2 separate regions of the Macaca mulatta genome follow, and region 2 is linked to region 1. The links are chromatin contacts, called in public Hi-C maps. All regions are on one chromosome and are shown on one strand. Each heading gives the region's core, a stretch centred on a gene start, on an enhancer-like site or on the middle of the called end of the contact. The rest is flanking DNA. Distances are from core to core; before and after follow the strand shown. Region 1 holds the start of CENPU (centromere protein U). Region 2 holds the start of ACSL1 (acyl-CoA synthetase long chain family member 1).

Region 1 (7,692 bases), core at 1,407-3,906:
TTCAAGCTCTGGACCAGGCTCCCAGGAGCTCACTCAGGCAGCACCACTTGCTGTCAGTGGGACCGCTCCCTGGGATCCTCCGCTGAGACGTGGGATTACAGTGCCTACTGCAGAGGGTAATTGAGAGGATTACATGAGTCAACAGATAGTAATCACTCAGGACAACGCCTGCATCATAAGTGCTCGGTAAATCCAGAAGGAAGAGGGAAAACAGAAGACCTGGCCCCTGGAAAAGTCGACGTACGAGGTGGGCAAGCAAAAGGACTCAGAGCCCTGACGGTTTCTCAAACCTCTCCATCCAACTCAGCTGGACACTCATTCTACCTCTGGATGTTTCAGTGACTCAGGGCCCTGCCCGCTTCTCAAACCTCTCCATCCAACTCCACTGCACACTCATTCTAACCCTGGACATTTCAGTGATGCATGCTCCTGATTTTCCTTTATTATTTACATGTATTTGGGTTGAGCGTTTGTTATTTCCACCCAGAGTGCTGAACCCCTTCTTGTTTTGACTGGGTAGTTTCTTTTTTCAGACCCGCAAGCACAAAAGGTTTGACTACACCCCCTTTCCTAGAAAACGGAGCTTCTCACTCACTCTCTTAAGGGCAACTACTTTTAGTGGCTCCAGGAACTTATTTCTACCCACCCACAGGGAACTACCTTTAATACCTTACAGGTGATTCCCTTCTATGGCAGTTGCCCACATGATTTCCAGGTAAACAAGCATTTCACTGAAGAGGAAATAGGAATGGCCTATAAGCAGTAAAAAAGATGATCAACTTAGGGGAAATGCAAACCAAAACCCAACAGGATGCCCATATGGAAACCCATTTTAACTCACTGGATAAACAATGTAAAAGTCTTTAAAATGCTGAATATTGATAATATTTGAAGCCAGTGGGGGGGGGGGTGTAAACTGTACGATCTACAATGTGTAAACACTGGTATTATCATGGAAAGCTGTACTCTGTATCCTACATAGCAGTAATATCCCTACTGAATCTATCCCTAGAGAAGCTCTTAGACATGTCCCCTGCAAACCTCCTATAAGAGTGTTCAGTGCTGTATTGTTGGTAACAACAAAGTACTGCAAACAACTGATACACCCACACACAAGAGAACAGATAAATAAAATATGGAGTATTTACTTATGCATTCCAAAGACTGAACATAAATGAACTGCAGCTACATGCAGATTTAGATGCAATTGCGGATACATCTAACAGTAACAGATTTATATGAGGACGCAAAGGCATTAAGAATGATACAATGGACTTTGAGGACTTAGGGGGAAGAGTGGGATGGGGGCAAGGGATAAAACACAACATATATGGTGCAGTGGGGTGATGGATGCACCAGGATCTTACAAATCACCACTAAAGAACTTACTCGGCCGGGCGCAGTGGCTCACGTCTGTAATCCCAGCACTTTGGGAGGCTGAGGCAGGTGGATCCTGAGGTCAGGAGATCAAGACCATCCTGTCTAACACGGTGAAACCCCATCTCTACTAAAAATACAAAAAAAAAAAAAAAATAGCTGGGCGTGGTGGCAGGCGCCTGTAGTCCCAGCTACTCGGGAGGCTGAGGCAGGAGAATGGCATGAACCCGGGAGGTGGAGCTTGCAGTGAGCCAAGACTGGGCCACTGCACTCCAGCCTGGGAGACAGAGCAAGGCTCCGTCTCAAAAAAAAAAAAAAAAAAAAAAAAAGAACTTACTTATGTAACTAAATAGCACCTGCACCCCAATAATTTATGGAAAAATAAAATAAAAAATAAAAGCAATAGCTTTAGTAAGAAAGGACATTTGCAGAATACCTACCAAATATCATATAAAGTTTAGAAACATGCAATAATCAATACATTATTTGGGGCTATATCAAGGTAGAAAACCACAGGAATGATACACATAAAATTAGAACAGTGGTTATTCTCTGGAGGAGGAGGGTGCCATTCAGAGGGGTACCCAAGAGTTATGTATAATAATGATTCATATCCCCATCCAGTGCTGGTTACACGGATGTTTGTTTTTATCCTTACATTACACATGTTATATTCTTTTATATGCATGAAACGTAATTTTTTATCATAGTAAAATATACACAACAAAATTTAGCATTTTAACCGTTTGTAAGTTTACAGTTCTGTGGCATCAAGTACGTTCATCTTGTGCATCCATCCACCACTATTTCCAAAACGTTTTCATCATCCCAAACTGCTGTTGGTATCATATCCAAGAAATCATACCACCAAGTCCAATGTTATGAAGCTTTTGCTCTGTTTTCTTTTAAGAGTTTTAATTTTAATTTTAGCCTTTATATATAGGTGTTTGATCCATTTTGCGTTAATTTTTATACGCGGTGTAAGGTAAGGGTTCAATTTCATTCTTCTGCATTACACATTTTTAAACAGAAACAAAATAAAAGAACAAAAGGATCCCTGACCATTTACAAATGAAGGTGCTGGGATAGAGGTAAAGTAACGTGCTAAGCTCAGACAGCTGATAAAGGCAGCAGGGGCTGCAAGCCAAATCCTGTGGGTCTGTCAAGACGACTGCGGCCTCAGCGGCACCAGCTGCGATAGCTGGTCTGCGCCCACCCACTTACCTGCCCACAGGCTCAAGGACACTAGCTCCTCCCCTTTCCCCACCCACAGGGGGCGGTCCCACGTGGCTCCGGGGCTTTCGGGCTCTGGAAAACTGGCGATGCGGGTGGGAGGAAAGCCCGGAAAACTTTGGCATGACATGGACCGTAGGTAACTGGTTGTGCGGCATGGACTTCAGTTCCGTTGCGGTGTGATAGCCAGGCCCAGTTTTCCCTCCCGCTCCAAGGCGGGGAGGAGCCCGGGGCCCGCTCAGGAAGTTCTGCGCACGCGCGCGTGCTCGGCCCGGATTGGCTGCTCGGAGCGGCGAGGGGCTTGGCGGGAGCTTCCAGTCGCTCGGGAGCGGAGGGCGGCATCATGGCTCCGCGGGGGAGGCGTCGGCGGTCGCGGCCTCACAGGCCTGAGGGGTAAGTACTGCCGACCCTCAGAACGCGAGGCCGGAGACCAGCTTGAACTGCTTCCTCGCCTGCCGCGGTTTGCGCCTCCCGGCGCTGTTCGTGCTCCACTGTGGAGCTCGCTCGAGTGGCCAGTCGCCCGGGTCCCGGCTTTCTCGTCAGACTAGTGGGGATAAGAGTGATTCCCACCCGCACGGGCCTAACCCTGCCTGGCGGGCGGGAAGACGTTAGCCAGTGTCGTGTCGTTTTGTAGGGGGCAGTAGTGCCGTCCAGAGTAGTGAGTGTCGAAGTGTTAGCTTGAAAGCAAAACATTCAGCAAATACTTATTGCCTACGATTTGGCAGACTTTAATGTGAGTGGAGTTTACTCTCCGGGAATCAGTTTTCTTATTTTGAAGACGCTGGTGTTTTCGGACTGCAAACCACAGACCGGAGCACAAGTGTGGCTGGGGGAGCGAGCTGCCGCCTGCCTTTCTTCAGGGTGGGTGGAGCGGTTGTTGTTCATCAAAGCCAGCGCGCGTTTGGTCGGTTGCAAGACGCGCTCTAGAATGCTGGTCGCTGATTGGTTGGCGAATGGCCATCCAAGGCCCGGCCTGGATCTGGCGGGAAGGGTCTCGGCTCGCTGCAGACCGTGCACAAAACCGTGCGCCAAGACGGTCTGAAGACAACAGGAGTTCCCCGGCGGGGAAGGCTGCCTGGAGAAGGTGGTGCTGGCAGCTGCGGGGTTAGGGTGGAAAGCTGGAGCAGGACACCGCAGGTAGGTGGGGAAACCGAGACCAGACTCCTGGGGCCAGTGGAGAAGAGGATTAGAAAAGAATGTCAGCCTTGAATATCAGCTGAAAAGAGTTTATCCGAAAGGCTAGTGGTTTTTGTTGTCTTTATTTTTATTTTTTTTAACATTTTTGGGTTTGAGACTCATGAAATCTGTTCAGGCCTCCTCCCAGAACACACTAATGCACATACAACAGAATTTTTTTTTTTTTTTTTGAGTCGGAATTTCACTCTAGCCCAGGCTGGAGTGCAGTGGCGCAACCTCCGCCTCCCAGGTTCAAGCGATTCTCCTGCCTCAGCCTCCACAGTAGCTGGGATTACAGGCGTGAGCCACCACGTCCAGCTCATTTGTGTATTTTTAGTAGAAATGGGGTTTCACCATGTTGGCCAGGATGGTCTCGATTTCCTGACCTCATGATCCGCCCGCCTTGACTTCTCAGAGCGCTGGGATTACAGGCGGGAGCCACCGCACCTGGCCCAGAAATTTTACCTGTGGGTTGTCACAGAGGTTTCTGTCTCTCAGAAGCCCCACCTTGACTGCAACCTAAGGCAAGGAGGAACCTTGACTTTTTTTCCCCCCCAAGAAAGGACAAGACAGCTCAAAGAGTTTAGATGATGAAGTTTATGTGGTCTAGTTTTTGTTGTGTTTCTGTTACTTGGCTTTGTGACCCTTGATAAGTCACTTAAATTTTAGGAACCCCGGAATCATCATCTATAAAATTGCCATAAAACCAGTACTTGTCCTACCTTCTTCCTTAGGTTTCATGAAGTAAATAAATCATGAACTTGTTAGAAATGCAGAGTCCCAGGCCATGCCCCAGAGGGACTGAATCATACACTCCTGGGGTGGTGCTGAGCAACCTGTTTCACAAGCCCTGCTGCGAATGTTGATGACACTCCAGTCTGGGAACCACTGCTCTGAACAGTTTTCTAACTTTTTTTTTTTAAACTGTGATTCACAGTAATGATGTTTTATATCACACTTAGTACACATGCGCACACATCCACACATAACAAAACAAAAGGCTTATGAACATAGTATATCCAGTGCAATGTTTCATTTTATATTTTCCTTTTTTTTGTTTTTTTTAAAATGCTGGCCTGGCAATCTTAAAAGGACATTATAGGACAATTGATGTGATTTGGGTATGGACTGTAGATTAGATTATGGTATCAGTGTTAAATTCCTTGATTTTAGAAATTGTACCATGAATATGCAGGATAATGCCCTCCTAGGAAAGACATATTATGGTATTTAGGGGTAGAGGTGCACAGTGTCTCCAGTCACACACGCACACACGCGCGCACGCACACAGCAAATGAGTAAAGGGCATACAGAAGGTCCTTGTACTGTTTGCAACTTTTCTGTGAGCTTGAAATGATATCAAATAAAAGGATACCAAAACATTGGTTTAGACTCACTAAGCTGATTTTGCTATCTACAAATGAGAAAAATATGGCTACAATCTGCATGGCGTATTTTAAAGTCAGGAATTATGTACTGTATTATTCCAGAGTATCCCCCCGTACCCTTGTATGATGCCTGGTTGGTGGAGGATAGTCTGTACATATTCACTGACTCCTGGCACTATTAGTAATAATAATATATAATTCCTGCCACTGTTATTTCTCGTTTTTATTCTAGTCACCATTGTTACATCTGTTTCCTTGAAGCTTGTTGAAGATATATATACAACTTTATCGTTTGAAGCTATGGCCCAACTGAGAGAGTGTGAAGGGAGGTCGAGGGCAGGCCCTGGATTTGAACTGATGTAAATGTTAATGCAGGCTTGTCTCCCTCCTGGCTCCGTGTTGCTGTGGGCAAGCATACATCTGTAACATGGGATTCACTTCTACCTTATAGGACTGTTAGAATTAAATGAGAAAAGGACATACGAGAGCCAGGCACAGGATGGAGCAGGTGTCCGGACTTAGCATTAGCCTACCTCCCCTTTGTTCAGCTCTGCAGAGAAAGTCAATTACTGCTGATTGATTAAGGCCTCAGGGAAAAAGTTAACAGCAAGATTCCAACTTTTCCATGTCCCTGAGGGGGAGAGGTATGTTATTTTATAACATTGGTGATAGGATTTGACCTATAAAAAATAAATTTGTGGAATATGGGTTCTTTTTTTTTTATTGTAAAAATGTGTGGAAAGGATCATAACTATGGTGTTTCCTCAGTTATTTTAACTATTTCATAACTCTTGTGGTTTTTTTTTGCTGTTTAATAGTGCAAGACGTTCGAAGAACACTTTAGAAAGAACACATTCCGTGAAAGATGTAAGTTATCTTTTTGTGTTGTAGTTTTCTCAAAATTAACAGTACAAAATAACATTTTTTGAGTACCTCAGTTTTGTAGACTTCACTTGGCAAGTTCAGTGTTTCTTGTAGTGAAAAAGTGTGTTCATTTTCCTCACACTTTTTCCAGTATAGTGGATAAAATGACTTCTGTTAATGTTTTAGAATTTCCTTTATTTCTGAGCCTAGGTTGGTTTTATTTTCGTTTAGATAATTGGCTTCATGTAAAAATTGTACAATGCTGTCAACTTTTTTCACTTAAAGCCATTTCTCGTTGTACTTTTCAAGAATTGTTTATGATTTCATGATACTCCACTTAGTTCACATTACAGGTTTACTTTTCTTTAGAGTAGAGTCCTAGAATAAATGTATGTGAAAAGTGTGTACATTTCTTTAATGTTCTTGATTGCTAATTCCAATATTTTTTCCAGTGGCTTGTGTGATTGGCATTGTAATCTCACATTAACAGTGTATGACAGTGCCAGGCACCCTGGAAGGAGTTACTTCTGCTTGTTCTGCCCTGGGCTTTCTTTGTCCTGCATAGTCCTTAGCCCCAGCCTGAAGAGGATAGCTCTCTTCCCCTCTGGGAAACCCTGGGATCACCCTGCAGGATTTTGCTCAGCGCTCTGCTCCCACCCCAGCATTATTTCGCGGGTTCTTTGGGTGGGTTTCTCTCAGTTGTCCTGCCTTGCCCCTGCCATTAGTAGCCAAAGTCCAGTGTGCATCGGAGGGATTTATCTAAGCTCCAGCCTTAGCTGGAAGCCCAGAGTTCCTGGAATTTATTCAGCTTTCCTGGCCTTCCCTCTGCAAGGCAGTGCCTTACATGTGGAGGCCCCCTGTGCCTTGGGAGGGGCTGGAAGACCTGCCAGCTCTCTTTGCATTCCACCCACAAGCACTCCAGGAATGATTCGTTTACTGGCGGCAACTGAATGGTCAAGTTTGTATATGGTTTGCCAATTTTATTTTACCTCCTTTATACCTGCCAGAATTTTCTTATTTTCGTATCTGTTAATACTACCGTTCCACATTTTCCGGAACTACCATGAAAGTTTTTCTCATTTTATATATGTTTTCATGTTTCATTAGATTTGCGGTAGCAGACTTCATGGGCATATCAGTATATTGAACTGTAAACCCTGGTGTCCTTTAGTCAGGAGTTGTTAACCCGTGTGTACCCTTAAAACTGTTTATGAACTTTTGGGTATATGGGCATATTTCCGGAGATAGGACCCATCACTTTCCCTAGGTCAGAGATGTAGGCAAACTGGTCCATGGGCCAAATCTAGCCTGCCACCTGTTTTTGTATATCCCTGCAAGCTAAGAATGGTTTTTATATTTTTTAATGGTTGAAATGAAAAGACTATGTCATAACATGTGAACATGATATTAAATTCAAATTGCAGTGTTCAAAAGTCAAATTGTATTGGAACACAGCCATGCTCATTCTTTTCTGTGTGGTTACTGTCGTCATTCACATGACAGTGGTTGAGTTAGTAGTCAAAAGAGAAACCTTATGGCCTGCAAAGCCTAAAATAATTTACTTTCTGGTCCTTTATAGAAAAAGTTTGCCAATCCTTGCCTTAGGTTATCAAAAGAGTCTGTGTCCCCAAAAAGTGTTAGCTTGCTTCTTTCT
Region 2 (7,692 bases), core at 3,040-5,539, 89 kb before region 1:
GGCTCTCTAATTAAAAGCACATCGGCCATTATTAATTGATGTGGCTGTACTTCAGATAGCCATGCCCAAAAGCAATAGACACAGAAGATTAAAAATAATTACAACTTCCTAGGTTCCTAATCACAAGTGGGAACTTTTGAGACAAGACCACTGTAAACCTGCTCATCAGCTTGTCCCAGAAAGACTTTGATTCTTTTTTTCTTTTTTCTTTCTTTGTGTTGACATGGTCTTGCTCTGTTGCCCATGCCAAAGTGCAATGGTGCAATCACGGTTCACTGCAGTCTCGACCTCCTGGGTTCAAGAGATCCTCCCACCTCAGCCTCCCATGTAGCTGGGACTACAGGCTACAGGTGCACACCACTATGCTGGGCTAATTTTTGTGTTTTTTGTAGAGACAGGATCTCGCCATGTTGCTCACACTGGTCTCGAACTCCTGGGCTGAAGTGATCCGCTGACCTTGGCCTCCCAACACGCTGGGATTACAGGCATGTGCCACTGCACCCAACCCAACTCTCTTTAGCTTCTCTAGGAGATTGATCAATCAGTGGTAGGCAGATATCAATGTGAATCTAGCCAGAACTAGCCACAACATTTTAATCAGGCCAAAATGTAACAAGAGCAGGAGCAACCAAAAAAAGACTCAAATTTCCACTAGGAAATTTGCACCACTATAATATCCAATTGGCTCTTATTTTCTTGGCTAGAGAGATGTTTGAAAAGACAAGAAAGTAGAAAGGAGGGTTAAGACTGATTTCTTAAAGAAGTAAGTACAAGGAAGTATAGATTCATGCTGCCTACTTCTAAAAGAATTCCATTCCTCATAACTACATAGCATTATAATACTACTGATTCATAAGTTTAATTCTATTGGAGAGGACACCAGGATTACTAGTGTTTATTTTCATCCAGGATCTTTATTCTTTAATGTTGCTGGTCCCACTGACATATTTCAGTATACAAAAACACTGCAGCATCAATAGCCAAAAGAAAAGCCATTATGATGTGAATAGTGGTCATTGTGATCACTGTGATACAATTTTTAAAAACTTTTTCTTAGAGACAGGGTCTCACTATGTTGCTTAGGCTGGTCTTGAATTCCTGGACTCAAGCAATCCTCCTGCTTTTGCCTCCCAGAGTGCTAGGATTACAGGTGTGAGCTACCACACCTGGCCTAATTAAAAAAAAAAAAAAAAAAAGTTTATGTCCTTCATTTAAAAAAAAAAAAAAGGCCAGGCACGGTGGCTCATATCTGTAATCCCAGCACTTTGGGAGGGTGAGGCAGGTGGATCACGAGGTCAGAAGATTGAGACCATCCTGGCTAACCCGGTGAAACCCCGTCTTTACTAAAAATACAAAAAACTAGCTGGGCGTGGTGGTGGGCGCCTGTAGTCCCAGCTACTCAGGAGGCTGAGGCAGGAGAATGGCGTGAACCCGGGAGGCGGAGCTTGCAGTGAGCTGAGATTGCGCCACTGCACTCCAGCCTGGGTGACAGGGCGAGACTTCATCTCAAACAAAACAAAACAAAACAAAACAAAACAAAACAAAACCTGTTTTTTTTTTACCTAAGTCACAAACTCCCAAATATAGAGTCTGGAATCTTCATTTAATGAGAACACCAAGGGCATGGTTGTCAATCCTATGACACCTGTCTGAGGTAGGCATTATTCCTTATTTAAGGAGGATGCAATGAGGCTTGATGCAGATTCACTGACCCCAAAGCCTGTGTTCTTAACCACTATGCAATACTGCTTCCCATCAAAGTCTTTACTCAAGGCCACAAGACAACCCCGCACATTGTAAAACTTTTTGGAGTGATTAGACTCAAAAAGTTTTTTTTTTTTTTAAGTGTTTGTTCTGAAAGAGACCTAAAAGATTATTTAGCCCAGCCCCCTTATATCCTGAGGAGAAATCTAGGTTCTAAGGAATGAAGGTGCTTCCCAACGTCACATAGAAGTTCTTGCCAGAAGGAGTGCGAACTCAGGTCTGATTCTGGGTTGTGTGCCTTTCCCACCCTTGAGTTGGAAATCAGCTGCATTAAGGGCTAGAGCCCAGGGAGAGGCACCCGGTTTAAGAGTAAAGCGTCTTGAGGAGAAGAGATAAGGTGAGACAACCAGAGATGACCGACTTGTTACAGGTTGAATTGTCCCCTCCACATTCCCCAAGTTCACATGTTCAGGGTTTTGTTGTTGTTGTTGTTGTTTGTTTGTTTGTTTGTTTGTTTTGAGACAGTCTTGCTCTGTCTCCCAGGCTGGAGTGCAGTGGCGCAATTTTGACTGGCTCACAGCAGCCTCCACCTCCCTGGGTTCAAACAATTCTTCTGCCTCAGCCTCCTGAGTAGCTGGGACTACAGGTATGCGCCAGCACACCCCGCTAATTTTTGCATTTTTAATAGAGACTGGGTTTCACCATGTTGGCCAGGCTGGTCTTGAGCTCCTGACCTCAGTTGATCTGCCTGCCTCGGCCTCGCGGAGTGCTGGGATTACAGGTGTGAGCCACCGTGCCTGGCTGTTCAGGTATCTTAGAATGGGACCTTACTTGGAGATTATCTCTTGATTACAGAGGTCATCAAGTTAAAATGAGGCAATTAGGATGGGCCCTCGTCCAGTATGACTGGTGTCCTTATAGAAAGGGGGAATTTGCACACACACACACCACAGGGAAGATGGTGTGAGGAGACATAGGGAGAAGATGGACATCTGCAAGCCAGAGAGGCCTGGCACAGATGCTCTTCATGACCCTCAAAGGCAGCCAGCCCTGCCCTCGCCGTGATTTTGTACTTCTAGTCTCCAGAACCAGGAAAGACCATACCATTTCGATTGTTGAAGCCACTTAGTGTGTGGTACTTTGTTCCAGCAGCCCTTGAAAAAAATAGACCACAGAACTTGGGAGGTGCCTGCAGAGGCTCTGGGGCTGAGGGACTGGTTGCAGAAGTAAGATGAAAAAGGAGAGGCAAAGATGACAAAATCATGGGTGGGGAGGCGAGATCTGGACAGAAAAACCAGGGATTAGCCAAGTGGGAAGCAGTGAAAACGAACGTGGAGTCCATTTTTTCTAGATCTAGAAGAACTGAGCTGCCAGAGAGGTTGCTGGTGTGTGCGTTGCCCTCACCCCACTGCACCGCTGCGCCCAGCACATTGTGGGAGAGACCCAGGGAAAGTCCTTCAGATATTTGTGGGAGTGAACTGCAGGGTGCCTGAGGCCTGGGGCGAACCCATGGTCAGTTTCCCCGGCCTGCAGCCCAGGCATAGTCCTGTGGTGGTTGTGCCCACACTCTGGGAGCGACCTAAGTGCCAAGTGTGGTACTGCCCTCACTAGCATTCAACCTCTGTGCCCCGCTTCCTCTTTGGTGAAAGGACAGTAATGACAGCACCTACCCCACCGGATTATGAAGATTAAATAGAATAATGTGTATGCAATGTTTGTAGCAGTGCCTCGCATCAAGCACTGGGTAAACAGTATCTGTTATTATCAAAGGCCTTTATGACAACAATCATTCTTCAAACGGCCCGCCAGCCAACGCTGGGCGCAAACCCCACGGTAACCGGGACCACTGTTGTTAGAAGTTGAGGTTCCTGGTCGGTCCCAGGTGCTACAAGGAAGAGTAGCCTTTGGAATGTGAGCCCGAAAACCATCGTGTTGGCTTCTGAAGCCCCCAGACGGGCATGGCAGGGACGCGGAAGCCCTGAGAACCGCACAGCAGGTGGCCGCCCTGGTGCAGCGCGCAGTCGTCCCTCAGCTCCCCTGCACTGGTGTGAGCTGCAGGCGCTGCCCACCTCAGGCTCTGCAGACACCAGACAGAAAAGGTCTTCCGGCCAGGCAGCGTGGCGAAGCCCTGTGGGGCCGCGGTGAAAAAGGGCTCAAAGCGGCCGCGCAAGTCGGTGTCAAGCAAAAACGGAGAGGAAGGCCCTTGCCGCCAGGGCCCTCGCAGCAGAAGCCCGGCCTGCCAGGAGGCCAGCGGGGCACGGGCTGAGGGTGCAGGATCCGGAGGGCGCCGCCCGCCCCTCGGGCATCGCAGGGCCCAGGGCCTCTGAGGTGAGGCGGTCCAATGTACCCTTTGTCCTTCCTCAGATTCATTATGAAATCCCAGGCAGTCCGGGCGACTCCAGCTGCGTTCGCCCGCCGCCGCCTCTCCCCCGCCTGCCATCCGCCAGCCACGCGCACCCAGACTGGAGGGCGGCCGGGCGCGCGGCGGGGCGGGGCCTGCGGGGGGCGGGGGCCTGCGGATGGGGCGGGGCCTCTGGGGGGCGGGGCCGCGGGAGGGCGGGGCCGGCGCGGCGAGCGCACCAGGAGCATCCTGGCTCAACCGCGGCGGTGGCGGGGGCGCAACTAGCAGGCAGAGGCGGCGGCGCCAGCGGCGCCTTAAATAGCATCCAGAGCCGGCGCGGGGCAGGGAGTGGGCTGCGGTGACAGCCGGCGGCGGAGCGGCCGGTCCACGGAGGAGGTGAGTGCGCCCGCCGTGCGGAGCCGCGCCTGCTCCTGCGGCGGTGCCTGGGCCCCGGCCGAGGCGCGGGCTGAGGTTGCCCTTCAGGGCCGAGCCCGGAGCAGCGGCCGCCGCGGAGGCGCGTGAGCCGCCTCAGGCTCGTGGGGCCGCGCCGCCTTTCCGGCCTCCTGCCGCGGCCCCGCTTCCCTCGGCAGCCGGAGGCCTCCAGGGCGCCCGTGCCGCCGCGGCTTCCTGTGTCTGAGCCGCGGGCGGCGCGGGCGCGGGGCTTGTGCGCGGCGGGGGATGCGCGCGGTACCGACCCCTGTGTGTGCGGCGGCGGGGACCGGCCCGGCGGAGCGGCCGGACGCCGCGCTTCGGTTGGGAGGAGGTGGCCCCGCCAGACCGCTGACGTTTCTCTCGGCCGCGGCCCCTGCCTGCCCCAGAGACCGGGTTCGCGGGCGTTCGGACCGCGCGTGGGGCGGGACTGCACCCGCGCCCGCTGAGATGCCGGCCCCACGCCGCGCGCCGGCACGAGGCCCACAGGCAGCTCAGAGGCCGCTGCCAGTTGCCGACATTCTCGCAGTGTCTCCAGAGGAGTGCCCGTGGCCCCTGCACTTGACCGTGGAGCATTGATCTAAGGCGTGCTGGCATTTTTTGAAATTGAGAAGCAAAGATAACGTCTGTCACCTGGCAGCGTAGACAGAGAGTGGCGGTAGATGACTTGAATGGACACGTGGATTCGAGTCTGGGGACAGGCGTTCCCCCAGTCAGTGCGTGTGAGAGTGTGGAAACCCCTTCCCCACTCCGTCCAATTTCAAGGTTATGGAGCGTAGTTAAGAGTGACCATTCTAAAAGCGTCCTCTAGTGCCCTGGCTAAGACTTTTAAGCTTCTTGGTGCAGGAGTATCTGAAGTCCCGCGACTCTCACTGCCCTCCCTGCCTTTTATTATTTCTTGGCTTTTGATTAGCTTTGAGAGAAACTGGTTAAATCTTGCAGGTTCTGCCACACATTTCACAATTTAACCTGTGATTGTCCCATGGAAAACAGTTATTGGCCTCATGCCAGCAAAAAAATCAAAAACTTCTGGTTGATTCTTTTTTTTTTTTTTTCAAGTGCATGTGGGAAGGTTAGGTTGGCTAAAACGTAAAGTTTGAGTTGTAGGTGTGTGCTGCGTAGGCTTGAGAAGATGGAGCTGTTTAAGGAACCATTGCTCGCCATCAGGTTGGAGCTAGACAGTGCAGTGCCATATAGTGGAAAAGGACCGGGTCTTGGGAGACTTACTTTCTTGTTCTGACTCAACTCGGAAAACACCTACCTAGTCTGAGGCCCCCTCAGACTGTCTCAGAGTTGCTGCCACAAACACTGGTAAAACTGTCCCTACCTTCTAGCATGCTTCATGTCTACGTCTTGCTATATCTTTTTTGATGTAACTGTTTTGTGGAAAATGGTTGTGTGTTTGGGGAGGCTTTTGAGAAAAGATAAGGTTGTCTTGTCGTTAGAGCTGGGTATTTCTCCTCCTCTCTCCCTTCCAGTTTGTGAACAAACTGCATTAGACTAAAATATTTCATGAGTCCAAATACTGTGACTAGAAAAATAAACTTGTTAGCAGCACACCTTATACCTCTTCACTTTAAAATAATAGACATATTAAAGACTTCGTTTTCTGAATTTACTGTAAACAGAATACTTGAAAAAAAAAATTACCCAGACGGGTGCGGTGGCTCACTGTAATCCCAGCACTTTGGGAGGCCAAGGCGGGCAGATCACTTGAGGTCAGGAGTTCAAGACCAGCCTGACCAACATGGAGAAACCCTATCTCTACTAAAAATATAAATGATTAGCCAGGCGTGGTGGCACGCGCCTGTAATCCCAGCTACTCGGGAGGCTGAGGCAGAAGAATCGCTTGAATTCGGGAGGCAGAAGTTGTGATGAGCTAAGATCCCGCCACTGCGCTCCAGACTGGGGACAGAGCAGGACTCTGTCCAAAGACAAAAAAAAAAATACTCTTCCCCCACAATTTTAAGCATTTTGACATATTTCCTTCCTGTCTCTGTTGTTCCTATTTTTGCAGTATTTTTATTATTATTGCAGGCAGCCTGACCAAAAAGAAATCTGAGCTGTTAAGTTTTTGGTATTTGGGAGGTAGATACATGTGACTCACGCATGTAGGGACAGGTGTCTGTTTATACCATACAGGTAGAGTTTTCATAGCCACCTCTACTTTTGGGTGAAGTTTAGGCTAACTGGAAGTGTACCAGCATGCTGTGGTGTATGCAGAAAAGTGAATATAATTCAGATTATGTGATAGTTTTCTCTTCTTGGCATTATGTATAACCCAGGGCTTACCACAAACTCAAATTTCTTATGCATTGACGTTCGGCATTTGATGTAAAATGACTATCTCAGAGTTGCTGCCACAAACACTGGTAAAACTGTCCCTGCCTTCTAGCATGCTTAATGTCTAGGTCTTGCTACATCTTTTTTGATGTAACTGTTTTGTGGAAAATGGTTGTGTGTTTGGGGAGGCTTTTGAGAAAAGATGAGGTTGTCTTGTCATTAGAGCTGGGTATTTCTCCTCCTCTCTCCCTTCCAGTTTCACTTTTCTGGAAATAGCAAGACTGTAGGAATAGTAATTTGTAGATATTTATAGTCAGTAACCTTAGAGGAATGTTTCGTTTTTAAGATCAATTGAATTTATTGTGTAAGTTTGCCATTTAAAACGTGCCCATTTGTGTTTACTGTCTCTCATAACCGAACTCTGTTAAATTAGAATCCATTAGTAATGTTTTGTGGACAGTCTTGTTTGGATGATGCAATGCATGAGACTCCTGTACTACAAAATAGAGAAGAATTTCCTTTAAGGCAGCTCAAAGCTGTTGGTATCCTAAAGCCTTTTTAGGCCTCAGTCTCTGACAGGCAGTGATCTGACAGGAGGTAGATAAAGGTGCTGGAGTTCTTAGTGAAGGCTGGCAGTCCAACTTGGTCGTCAGACAAACGCATGACGGTCAAAAGTGCCTTCGACACTGGGGCCTGGAGAAGAATTCTCAGTGGCCAGCGCTGATCTGAAGCTGCAGGGAGTTGAGTTTGAGTTTCAACATGCTGGTACTTCAAGGGGCTTCTGAAAAGTTTTAAAGGAGCACAAGCCCTGAAGGAGTAGCTGAACTTAGTGAACTAGAGAAGGCAGGGGCAGTTTTACCAGGGTTTGTGGCAGCAACTCTAAGATTGTCATTTTACATCAAATGCTGAATGTCAATGCATAAGAAATTTCAGTT

The links. Hi-C and Micro-C count contacts between places; a contact is called where the count stands out from the background.
Region 2: a contact with region 1 is called in a Hi-C map of fetal cortex germinal zone, with 3 times the contacts expected there. The contact joins the promoter of ACSL1 here to the promoter of CENPU in region 1. A contact is called at or near these places in 3 of 14 Hi-C or Micro-C datasets (cortical neurons, fetal cortex germinal zone and fibroblasts).

Annotation. Positions count from the first base shown.
Region 1 is chr5:193,160,872-193,168,563 of T2T-MMU8v2.0, reverse strand. It overlaps CENPU (centromere protein U), which reads left to right and starts at 2,656. Exons shown (of 13, transcript XM_015139596.3): 1 at 2,656-3,003; 2 at 5,993-6,041. The coding sequence starts at 2,954. LOC144340881 (a long non-coding RNA gene) reads right to left here and starts at 2,846. Exons shown (of 5, transcript XR_013417407.1): 1 at 2,602-2,846; 2 at 1,390-1,507; 3 at 1-107.
Region 2 is chr5:193,251,606-193,259,297 of T2T-MMU8v2.0, reverse strand. It overlaps ACSL1 (acyl-CoA synthetase long chain family member 1), which reads left to right and starts at 4,289. Exons shown (of 21, transcript XM_028848938.2): 1 at 4,289-4,441.